Regions from separate parts of the Mus musculus genome. Here regions 1, 3 and 4 are each linked to region 2. A link is a contact called in public promoter capture Hi-C data. All regions are on one chromosome and are shown on one strand. Each heading gives the region's core, a stretch centred on a gene start, on an enhancer-like site or on the middle of the called end of the contact. The rest is flanking DNA. Distances are from core to core; before and after follow the strand shown.

Region 1 (2,700 bases), core at 96-2,595, 1.1 Mb before region 2:
AATGTAAAGACATCTGATACCTGGTCCCTCATCTGTCCTGCTTTGCAATGTCAGGGGAGGCTCTTTCACTCATACAGCATGCATTTGATAAGATTTTTATTTTCAAACAACTGATAATAGAGGACCCCAAAACCAAGCTCTTGAAGGTCTTTTGTGGAAGAGCAAAAAACCATGAGTATGTGATAGACACCCACATCAGTGTCTTAAGGCAGCAGGCTTCAGAAGAGTAGACTCATTTTGTCTTTGTGGGTTTATCAATCCGATTTGCTGTCCCTGCCACTCATCTCTGAGACATGTTACATGTTGTTGATAATTTCTTGTTTTGATTCCTGAGAACCAATCACTTCACAAGTAATTATGCCAGGGCATTGTGGTCATCTTGTGGGTAGGTCATCTGGATAGAGTTCCACTTAAAAGTAACATACTTACCATGGTACTGTTCCACGTGAGGAAACATTTTAAGAACCATAAACTAGCCTTTGTTGGTCATCCAGAGCAAGTGGTTGAGCCATGAAGATTCTCTGCGGATTTTGGAGTCAGGGTGCTATGCTCTTGTTGTGTGAGTTTGGGACAAATCCCCTGACTTCTCCAAGCTTTGTTTTCCTCATCTGTATTGTGCAGGGACTCTTCATGAAACCGTTCTAACACTTATGTTTAAGCACGTAAGAGCACAAGTGCTGTCTGGTGTGGTGGCAGGTGCCTGTAGCCCGAAAGTGGAGGCAGGATGCTCAAAGACTTCAGAAGCCAACCTATGCTACATAATGGAACACTGCTAAAAATCGACGCCTTTGAAAGCGGCTCAAAGACAGGGTGCTTGTATAGTATTTACAAAGCCTATGGTCCTTAGTATTGAGGGCTGCAGGTGCGGAGAGCAACTGCCTGCCGCCGTCAAGTCCACAACAAACAACCTGTATCTAAGTGAATTATGGAGAAGAGAGTTGGTGCAAAAAATAAAAATAAAAATCTCCTTTAGGCTTACAGGTTTAACAAATGAGAGTGCCCAATGACAGTCACAACTCCAATTTAGCTGTAGCCGAAGAGCAGAATGGGAAATGGGAAAATATAAACTAATAAAGAAATTTAACTAATATAATTTATATATAATTTAATATATAATATATAATATATTATATATATTTAATTTCACTAATATATAACATATATGATATAAACTAATAAAAAAATAAACTAATAAAGACAAAAGTGGAGATTTGAAAACGGGATTCTTAGAGAAGAAAGGGTATGCAGGAGAATGCCAGAACACGGTAACTTCAACCGGACCAGCCCTTACAAAGGCAAATTCGGCCCGGCTTACACCTCCAGTCTGAGCGAAGACGTGAAGGCGGGGTTTTAATGGGGCGGGACTTCCTGTCGGAGCAATCCCCGTTACCTCCGGAAGAGCCGAAGAACCGAGCCCTCGGACGCCGGCGGTTGAGCATCGATCGCGGTGCGCTCGCGCGAGGTGAGTCGGTTCTGTCCCTGGCTTCCGTGCAGCGTTATTCGGTGGCCGAGGCGGGGGGTTGTGCGGGCTGCAGACAAGCTCTCCCCATGCTGGGCCGGGGCGCCTGCCGGGCCCTCCTCCCGGCGGTGCTCTCCGTAGCGCTCCGGAAACAGCCGAGCGGGTTCGCCAGGCGGTCCTCGATCTCTGAGGTTCTGTGTCGCAGAATGAGCCCGGCTCTGCCCAAGCCCTCAGGGCTCTACACGGCAAGTTCCCTGGCTCACGAATTTACAGGATTAGGGGTGAACAAGACCAGGTCCGGTGATGTCCTGCGTCGGGAGCGGGGCCTGTATAGGATAGAAACAATTTTAAGTCTGTATGATTTTGTTCCCAAAGTGAGGGTGATAGAATATGACCCCCGTGAAAACAAGTCTTGAAGCAAAGGTCTTTGAAATAAAAGGGTTTATTGAGCCATTAATATATATCAGCTAGGAAATGGACCAAGACTTGGGGCACATTTTGTAAACTACCAGCAACAAAGCTAAAAAAGTGCCTCTGATGAGCTAACGCTATAATTGAATTTCAAGGCACAGGCTTTTAAAGTCTCTATTCTTGCCCCCCACCATGCTCCACAAAGCCAGAACAAACCCCAGAGAACTGTTACCTAATTAACTTCCCTTGTGTCTTCCCTCTTCTGGACCTCTACATTTTAGGGCACCTCAGAAATTTTTATTTATCAGCCTCCTTTCCTCAAGGAATATTAGAACTGATTAAGAAGATGTAGCATGCATTATAAATGACCAAATGTTGCATAGCAACAGCAGTTTTTCTGCAACTGTCTATTGCTTGATATCTGTTGGGTTGAAGATTCGATGGATGGCTTTTGAAACAGTCCTGGGGAGTCAGGAGGTGTTCTGTTCATGTTGTCACAAGGTAAAGTGTGAGTGGCTTGAGGAAGCAAGTGGTGAGGAGGCAAGCCCAGCCCAAGAATGTCCAGTTGTGACAGAATAGAAGAGAGCAGTAAGAACAAGTGTGACCAAGTTTGGAAAGCATTCTTGAAGAGCTGTAAGGAGTTTATTCTATAACTCAAAGCGCCTTTTATATGCTTGCTTGGACGCTTGGATCACAGGAAAAGGCGCTTAGGCGTGAGGGCAAATGTCTGTAATCCCACCAGCATTCTGAAGACTAAGCGAGGATGCTCAAAGCTTGAAGCCCACCTTATATCAATAAGAAGGAAGGTGAAGCCGTAGCCAGCAGCATCT
Region 2 (2,767 bases), core at 259-2,758:
GTTGGCTTCGTGGAGTTTGTGTTCGGTGGAGACGTGGTGCCTTAGGAGCAGGGTTTTCTTGTAGTTGCGGGTCCCTCGCGAAAGCTCATCATGCCCCACCTGGGTAAGGTCCACGCCGCCCCCATCCTCGGGGATCTTTTGGCACCATCCGCAGAACATAAGGCCGGTATCCTTGGAGTACCGCAGCCAAGGGAAGTCCTTGAGCCAAGAGGTCTGGAAGGAGCACTGGAGCTTCTGCAAGAGGGACTTGGGCCTCGCGAGCGGGAAGTGCTGGACAGTCTCTCCTTCGCCAGCTCCCACACCGCTGCCCTCCGCTTCGTCCCCACCATCGCCGCCCGACCGCCTGCTGCTGCTGCAGCTGCCGCCTTCCGCCCCACTGCCATCGCCCGGGCTCGCCCCCTCCTCCTCGGTGCTGTAGCTCAGGGACGCCCCGTCCTGCATCCACTCCTTCCCCTCCAGCGCGTCCAGCTCCGGATCCACGGCCGCCGGCCCTCGCCCATTGAAATGCCTGAGGGGCCACGCCGAGGTCTCCGGGCGGCCGCGGCTGCTGCCATTGTTGCCGAGACCCCCGCCGCCTCCCCCGCGGAAGGCCAGAGTCCGACGGTTCCTTTCCGCTAGCAGGGGGCCCCCCGCGCCGCCGCCCAGCAAGGAGGGGCCGCCCGTGTCCTGAGGGAGCAGCAGCAACTCCTTGACGTCCTCGGCGGCGGCCGCGCCGGCGGCGGCCTCCGAGTCCTGGGGCTCCAGGCCCTCCAATTCCATTTCCTCGTCGGCCCCGCGCCCATTCGGCTGCTGCGGCGCGGGCGGCGCGGGCAGTCGCGGTTGCGGCTGCGGAGGCCAAGAAGAGGCCTCCCCGCCAGCGTTATTGTTCGTGGGGCCGCCGCCGCCGGTGACCAACCCGCCTCCTCGGAACGCCAGCGTCCTGCGGTTCATCTCACTGAACGACATGGCGCGCGCCGCGGTCACCGCCGCCGCCGCCGCCGCCCGGTGCCTCGGCTCGCGCCCGGGCTCCGGCCGCGTCCCGCGCGCTCGCCGCGGCTCCCCCAACGCTTCGCCCCCGCCCCCGCCCCCGGCGCTGCGCTGCGCCGCTCTGCGCTGCGCTCCCGCCGGCCCGGCCTCACCCTCCCGCCGGCTCGCGCTCGCTCCCGGGCCGCCGCACGCGTCTACTGCCGCCGCCGTCCCAGCCGCGTCCTCTCCACCCGCGCCCCGCCGCGCTCCGGGCAGCGTCCCGCGCGGAGCGGTGGGCGGGCAGCGGAGCGGCGAGCCGGGCGCGTGCGGCCTTCGAAGTTGAGGAGGAGTGCGGTTGCCCCTCCGCTGCCCCGCTTCAGCGCTGCGCGCACACACCGGCCCGCCAACAGATCTCCGTCCTCGGGGGGAGTCGTGTCGCCGCCGCCGGCTGCCGAGGCGCGGACGCGAGAGGCGCGCTAAGCCGCCAGGCTCCGCCACATAGCGAGCCGACAATAAAGCCGGCGGAGCGTTTCCGTCCGACCAGGCCCTGGCGGAGGTCGAATGGCAAATGAACAACGGACCGTGCGCCCACAATGCACCGGGGTAGCAGTAACCGCTGGAGGGGGAGAGGGTGGGGGCCGGCCGGGGGAGGGGGCGGGCTGGGCCGGGCTGGGCTGGGCCGGGGGCGCCCGGGGACCGGGAAAGGGGCCGGCCGCTCGGGCCCGCGGGCGGGGGTGCGGCCACGGGAAGGAAGCGGGCGGGGCACGGGCTGGGGTCTCGGGGCGGGGCCGGCTCGGCCAGGACAAACAGCTGGCGGGTGTCAGGGGCCGGCTCGCCGCGGCGCGCCCGTGCGCACGGTCCCCGGCTCTCGCCACGACTTCACCTGGGACTCCAGGAGTAAGTGCGGTGGGAGCGCGCCCGGCCCTGTCATCTGCCGGGGGAGGGGTGGGTGGCCGTGCCCGAGGAAGTGAACTTATTTTGTTCCTGCACAAAAGACTGGACCAGGCGGTGCCTCCCTCGCGAGGACACCTCCTTGGGCTCCTTGTGTACGCCGGGCAGCACCTCTGGCCCCGGGCGACGATCGTTTCGCAGAAAATGCACCGCCCCGAGTGTCTTATTGCTGTGATGAAATGGAAATTTAAATAAAAGGTCGAACACGTGCGTTCAGTGGGAAGTATTGACATGGGTGTTACATCACCAGCAGCCAATCAGATATCTCCAGTCGTGTTTATACTTCTACAACCACCTTGTGAGTATTACAGTATGTCATAGCGTTATAAATATTAGGCAGGGTTTTCCCCATGAACGGGGAGGAGTCAGCTGCTGCGGGCGCCGCGTGCGGCCGCGAAGGGAGTGCAGCTCCGAAGACAGGGTGTGTAGATGAGAATTAATTTTTAGGATTTTGAGAAAAGCTCTTGGCATCGCGTATGGAATTTAGAGTGATTACATCGGTCTAAGCTGGAAATGAACCTCCCTAAGTTATATTAGTTTACTTTTTTGTTTTTGTTTTTCAGAAAGAGGCCTTGCCAATTAAGAACCCTTAAACTCACCCTCCCCATTAACTATGCTCTATTTGGAAAACATTAGCACGTTTACACTCATTAATTCACAAAGTGAGGTCGATTTATCTGTTATTTATTGGGAGCGATTTTTGAAACAGGGTCAAGGCCAGCCTAGTCTACATTTTAGGTCAGCCAGGGATACACACAAAGATCCTGCCTCAGTATCTCGAGTTCTGGTATTACAGGTGTGAACCACCATGTTGCACAAGCTTAATTTAAAAATTCGTATGTTTGAGCCTATTTCAGGCTTTCTTTCCTGT
Region 3 (2,702 bases), core at 131-2,630, 1.2 Mb before region 2:
CACTATCACCTCAGGCTGATAAAAGCTATGCATCTTGTCTAACGATACCTTGGGTGAGCTCAAATGCCCTCTTATTATACATACATAAAAGTACACAACACAAAAGTCAGAAAAATAATCTTATTCTGTAAGCTGTGTAAACAGTTCATTTCTATTGTGGACCACTGCATAGAGTGTAAACTAAAAGTCTATAAGTAGGAACCGGCCAGTATATATATAGATTATATTGTATATATAGATTATGTTGTAGCCCTTATCTGACAACACACAGAATGTTCTTCTTTGATTACTAAAAATGTCTAGTTATCTCCTGAAAGTAAAATCTAGCCATTTATCAATACCAGAAAATATGCGATATATACATATGTATATATGTATATGTTTGTATATATGTATATCCTGTTATGTTCCACTCAATAATCTGAAAAAAAATTACTCAAACAGTTCCAACAACCTTTACAAGATCTTCATCTTTCTTCAAACTATGCTACCTGTACACTCTTATTTCTTGAGCGCTTTTCTTTCCTTGGCCCCTGGAGCCCTATTAAGAAAACTATTCCAAGGTTCATTTTTCTTTGCCTTACTTTTTTCTTCCCTTTATTCAATTATATTAATTCAAGGACAAAAAGGGCAATTTCATCCTGAAAATATCTTTATGTTTTCAACGAATTCTGTTTATCTCATACTTATTTCTCCAATAAAAGCTACACCTATGTCAGAAATCACATTATCATTTTGGAATCACCACTCTCAATTTTCCCCTTCTAGGTATCGCTCCAAAGCCCTAGAAATCATTGAATGATCTTTAAATAAGACAACTCGATTGTACTGACAAATGGTTCTGTAAACTTTGATATATAATATTAAATAATAGTGTTGCTGAAACACTAAAGGTTTTCAAATTAGCAAATCTAAGCAGCCTAATACTGTTTTCACTTGGGCTAAATTCAGAAATTCAGGCATTCAGGAATCTTTACCATAGTCCTAAATTACAGGGACAAATACACAATAAAATAGTGTTCTATCTGCCTACTCTTCAAATCAGTTGTCAATCCATCAAAGAAATGCTAATTATGGAAAATGACTAACCTTCTAGACCTCCCCCCCCAACCAGTGATAACTACAAGTCCCATGATGCAAAGCTCTAGCCCGAACTTATGCTAGCCAAAGTGCCTTCTGGGAATTGAAGTCTTCTCTTCATCTACTTGGCAAACTAGATATTGTAGCCCCATTTCTCAGAAACTCCCTAGTAATAAAGCCTGTGGAAAAAAAACTGTCGATTCCCTGTGATAAAATTAGATTTGTTCGGGCCACTGCAGAGACAGGGACCAGCAATCCCAGTGTGGGCCTCCGGGGGCGGTGCCGTGCTGTGACGTCACTTCCTGGAGCGGCATACCTCCCCCTCCCACTCGAGGCCGTCCCTTCCCTCGGTTCGCGGGAACCTGGCTGGGTGGCTGTGCCCAGGCACCGAGCGGCTGCTCCGGGGCGGAGGGTCACGTGAGGAGTCCGAGTGCCCGGGCAGGACGCGACCCGCCGCAGTCCAACAGGAGCCGCCTTCCTTCCCCTGACGGCGTGGGGTCGCGGAGCGCGCCGAGGTAGGACGCGGGGACACCTGCCGCCTGGACGGCGGGCGGGCGCGCGGGAGGCTGCGGGGCGCGGGGGAGCCTGGACCCCGCCGCACCCCTGGGCGCGCCTGGCCCGGGAGGACTGCAGGTGCGGGAGCCCGGCCTGAGGGCTCGCGGCCCGCGCGGACCGCGTCGCCCTGCCAGCTTCCCCGGGCCTGCGTTCCGCCACCGTGCTGTCACCCTCCTCCCCAGGTAGCGCGGGAGCATCCTCCTGGGTACGAGGTCAGGCGCCCCCGAAGAAGGCGACACGCCCTCCCTCCGCCGCTCGGCGCTCCCGCGGGTGGAAGTCCCCGGGCGCACCCCGAGGCCGCCCTTGGCAGCCCGGGGCCTCAGGTGGCAGATGTCAGAGGCCAGCGCCGGAGCTACGAGAATCCTGCGCGGTTCTTCTGGGGAGGTGCGGGGTGGGGGTCAGGATTCACCCAAGGGGTGAGTCCGTAGCTCAAGTTTCTTGAATGTTCCACAATAAGGAAGGTTGCACTGGCCGCGTGAGGTTAGACACCCTGTTTAAACTTCCTACATCCAGAGGGGACAGCTTGCTAAGAGGACAGTAAATAAAGTTGGGCTGGTAGACCCCCTGTTGCTGTGTATAAATAGACCTGTCATTTCTCCTGGTCGCTACTTAACATTTCTGAGTTTATTACTTAACGTCGTAATGGTAAGTCATTACTTCTTTATTCTACAAAATTATTCAGACATACAATATAACCATCTTTTGGACCTTAGGTTATTGAGAATGAATAATCTAGAATCAAAAAGCAAAACTTTTAATGATTTAATTTGATTGACTGTAAACCTGATACCTTCCCCCCCCCTTTTTTTTCGTTAACTTTACCAAGTTTGCATTTGAAATATATTTGATGCTAAGTTTAAAAAAAAATGTTACTTTCAAGACAGTTGTTGCTGGCTTGGTAGTACAGGTGTGTATCCCAGCACCTATGGAGGCTGCAAGATCAAAAGTTCAAACCTACCTAGGCTACTTACTTAGCAAGTTCACAGGCAACAACCTTGTAAGACCCTGCCTAAAAATTAACATATTTTTTAAGGAAGAGGTTTAGAATGCATGCATAGCATTGCAAA
Region 4 (2,894 bases), core at 343-2,842, 1.1 Mb before region 2:
GGAATTTCATCAGTGAGGATATATTTAACAAAGGGGTTGAACACAAATAGATGGAGAGATAGATTTTGGTAAATAATATCTAAAGAAAAAACCAGAAAAGGAGACTCGGGGATAGGAGTAGCTAAACTTTAGTCTTGGGCTGCTATGAGATCTCCAAGAGCTGAAAAAGAAATGTTCTGATTGGATTGGTGGGATATATATTTGCCATCTATTTAGAACATTCAGTCACGGTAACATTCTAGAAAATCTACTGTTGCTTGACTGTACCAACATTAGTAAAACGTAAGTTGCTGAGCCTTAGATTCAAGAAATCGCAAGGGCTGGGAGTTAGCTCTCTGAAAAAACTGTTTGCTGCCCAAGCCTGTGGTGTCTGTTCGAATATCCAGAATGCACTGAAAAAGTATGGTGTGTGGCAATTGTATTCACTTTACTCTTCAGGAGAGCATTTGAGTACCCTTAAGTCACATGGGAGACTATTCAGGTCTGCAGCTGATTGTCACTCATCCACTCTGATTGTGTCCAGTGTCTTGTCAGTAGAAAGACATCCCTTCCTACCCCACCTACAAGGCAAGGCCTCCCCTTAGTTCTAATGAAGAGGCTCGTCAGACATCAAACAGCTCCCTTCATCCTATGACCTAGGAGCTTGCCTCTGCAGTGTGCTCTCCTAACCGAGGAGCGATGTACACTTTAGTTGCATGTATTTTTTTTTTTCCTTACTAGAATTTTAACAAATAATTAAAAGAAGCCTTTAAATTAAAAACAAAAGCCTAATGCTTTCATGGTGAGGGCATTTACTTCAAACTAAAACATCAAGACAATATAGTAATCAGTGTCCCGGTACCTCTCTTGATTGCTATAACATTTTTTTTTTTTGCTAGCATTCTTTTTTTTTTAATTAGGTATTTTCTTCAATTACATTTCCAATGCTATCCCAAAAGTCCCCCATGCCCTCCCCCCACTCTCCTACCCACCCACTCCCACTTCTTGGCCCTGGCGTTCCCCTGTACTGGGGCATATAAAGTTTGCAAGACCAAGGGGCCTCTCTTCCCAATGATGACCGACTAGGCCATCTTCTGCTACATATACATGAGCTCTGGGGGTACTGGTTAGTTCATATTGTTGTTCTACCTATAGGGTTGCAGACTCCTTTAGCTCCTTCTTGCCAGGTCTTTGTTGGCTCCTGGGAATACAGTTACTTAAGAAATCAAGAAATCTTCGTGAGGGAGTTCTCAATTTTGGAGACTCAATGTAGAGAACAGCGAGTGCAGTTTCCAAAAGAGGAGCTAGGTTTTTCTCAAATTTGAGCCCGAGAACCTCAGCTACAAGAATTGAGTTCTACTAAGTCTCTTCTCTTTCTGGAGAGTGCTGGAACCTCCAGGAAGCGCGCAAGTGTCTTCAAGGCCCCGCCTCTCCTGTGGGCCCCGCCCCGCATGCTCGCCTCGCCCCATCGCGGAGTCCCGCCCCACCCCACCGGGGGTCCCGCCCCCGAAAGCCCCGCCTTGCCCCACTACAGGCCCCACCCACCTCACAGGACGCCCCGCCCTCGGTCCTGCCCGCTCCGGACTGACGTTCCCAGCGCTGCCCCGCCCCCTGCCCTTGCGGCGGTGGAAAGATGGCGGAGTTGGACATTGGGCAGCACTGCCAGGTGCAGCACTGCCGGCAGCGAGGTGACGCTGGAAGCCCCATTTTCATCCGCGGGAGACCTGGGCCGGGTTCTGACGGCCGGGGCGGTGGCGGCGGGTGAGGGAGGACGCGGGGCGTGAGCGACCTTCCAGGGTGATACTGGTGGTGTCTTTGTTACTGTTCCTCGGTGTAGGGGCGAACTTTGTGGCTCCCTTGGTTTGCACGCAGATCCCGAATGCACACCTTGCAGACTCCTCGGGGTATCCAGATGGCCTTGCTCAAGAAGCCCTGGTCGGCGAAGCGACTTAGATCAGGACTCCAGTTCCCCTCGGTCCTTACCATTGCCACCGTGGAGCATCCACTTTCCCAGGCTTTTTCTTGATTGATTTTTTATTTTTTTGTCTGACAAATGCGTTGAAGAGCATCAGTTTTCAGCAGTGTGTTCGCAGGTTTTTAGACGTCTTGGTGTTTCTAATATTAACTTAAGCTATTAGTTGCAGATCAGTAAACCACATTTTAGGAAGGTTTAATAAATACTATGGTAATGGTAGACCTTGTCATAAACATAGGCCCTGGTGGTATGCGTCAAAGTTCAGGGTGTTTAGACTCCTATAGCCGGCAAGTCCTTAAAGCGTCAGGCTCACAGTCTGTTAGATCGCACTCCAAATGTGAGCAGAGGGTTTCCTCATGCTGCAGCTTCTGTTAGTTCCTAACAAGGTCTTGAATGCAGCTCTTGGGTTTGGCCTGGATTCCTGCAGTAGGTGATGCCTGCACTAAGCAAAGGCAAGACAGGACGTGTTGTTGTATATGTCCTTTACCATTCACTCAGCAGATCAATTTTGTTTTTGTTTTTTGGTTTTTTTTCCCCATGTAGTCCTTTCCTAGGGAAGCTTGGCTATTTGAATTTGACTGTTAAGTTATATACATCTTGTCAGGTTGATTTACTAGTATGTCTAAATATATCTACCATCTGTGATATAGCTCATCCTTTCCAGTTTCACATATCTGTAGTGTTATTAAGATGAGGCCTATCTCTTGGACTAGCAGAAAGGGGGTGCAGTTAAGTAGGGATATGTGATGCTAAGAAATTATTTTAATCATAACTCTTCCTCCTGGGCTACCTTGAATGGCATATAATACTTGCTTGAACCCTCTAAGTCTCAAAATAGCAAACACAACCAATTTTTCCCATTGAAAGTGACATAATGGGCCAGTGACAAAGTCTGTAATCCAAACCTCGGCGTGTGTCTCAGACAGGAGCATGGCTGTAG

What was found. Promoter capture Hi-C pulls out the DNA fragments that hold promoters and counts their contacts. Capture Hi-C pulls out chosen DNA fragments and counts their contacts.
Region 1: a contact with region 2 is called in a promoter capture Hi-C map of liver, with 2.7 times the contacts expected there. The contact joins the promoter of Impa1 here to the promoter of Zbtb10 in region 2. A contact is called at or near these places in 12 of 39 promoter capture datasets (the 3T3-L1 cell line, the HPC-7 cell line, HPC-7-derived erythroid cells and 7 more), 3 of 484 Hi-C or Micro-C datasets (CD4 T cells, pre-B cells and regulatory T cells), 3 of 115 datasets of contacts at active chromatin or transcription factors (astrocytes, large pre-B cells and microglia) and 3 of 9 other capture datasets (adipose tissue, liver and macrophages).
Region 3: a promoter capture Hi-C map of liver shows a contact between it and region 2, with 2.9 times the contacts expected there. The contact joins the promoter of Snx16 here to the promoter of Zbtb10 in region 2. A contact is called at or near these places in 5 of 39 promoter capture datasets (hippocampal neurons, liver, neutrophils and 1 more), 1 of 484 Hi-C or Micro-C datasets (muscle stem cells) and 2 of 9 other capture datasets (adipose tissue and liver).
Region 4: a contact with region 2 is called in a promoter capture Hi-C map of liver, with 4 times the contacts expected there. The contact joins the promoter of Zfand1 here to the promoter of Zbtb10 in region 2. A contact is called at or near these places in 3 of 39 promoter capture datasets (hippocampal neurons and liver), 3 of 484 Hi-C or Micro-C datasets (CD4 T cells, regulatory T cells and uterus), 1 of 115 datasets of contacts at active chromatin or transcription factors (microglia) and 3 of 9 other capture datasets (adipose tissue, liver and macrophages).

The regions. Positions count from the first base shown.
Region 1 is chr3:10,330,084-10,332,783 of GRCm38.p6, reverse strand. Impa1 (inositol (myo)-1(or 4)-monophosphatase 1) reads left to right here and starts at 1,345. Exons shown (of 9, transcript NM_018864.6): 1 at 1,345-1,462. It overlaps Slc10a5 (solute carrier family 10 (sodium/bile acid cotransporter family), member 5), which reads left to right. Exons shown (of 1, transcript NM_001010834.2): 1 at 1-1,050.
Region 2 is chr3:9,249,308-9,252,074 of GRCm38.p6, reverse strand. Zbtb10 (zinc finger and BTB domain containing 10) reads right to left here and starts at 1,508. Exons shown (of 6, transcript NM_177660.3): 1 at 1-1,508. The coding sequence starts at 945.
Region 3 is chr3:10,438,808-10,441,509 of GRCm38.p6, reverse strand. It overlaps Snx16 (sorting nexin 16), which reads left to right and starts at 1,380. Exons shown (of 8, transcript NM_029068.4): 1 at 1,380-1,595.
Region 4 is chr3:10,350,015-10,352,908 of GRCm38.p6, reverse strand. It overlaps Zfand1 (zinc finger, AN1-type domain 1), which reads left to right and starts at 1,592. Exons shown (of 8, transcript NM_025512.3): 1 at 1,592-1,667. The coding sequence starts at 1,613.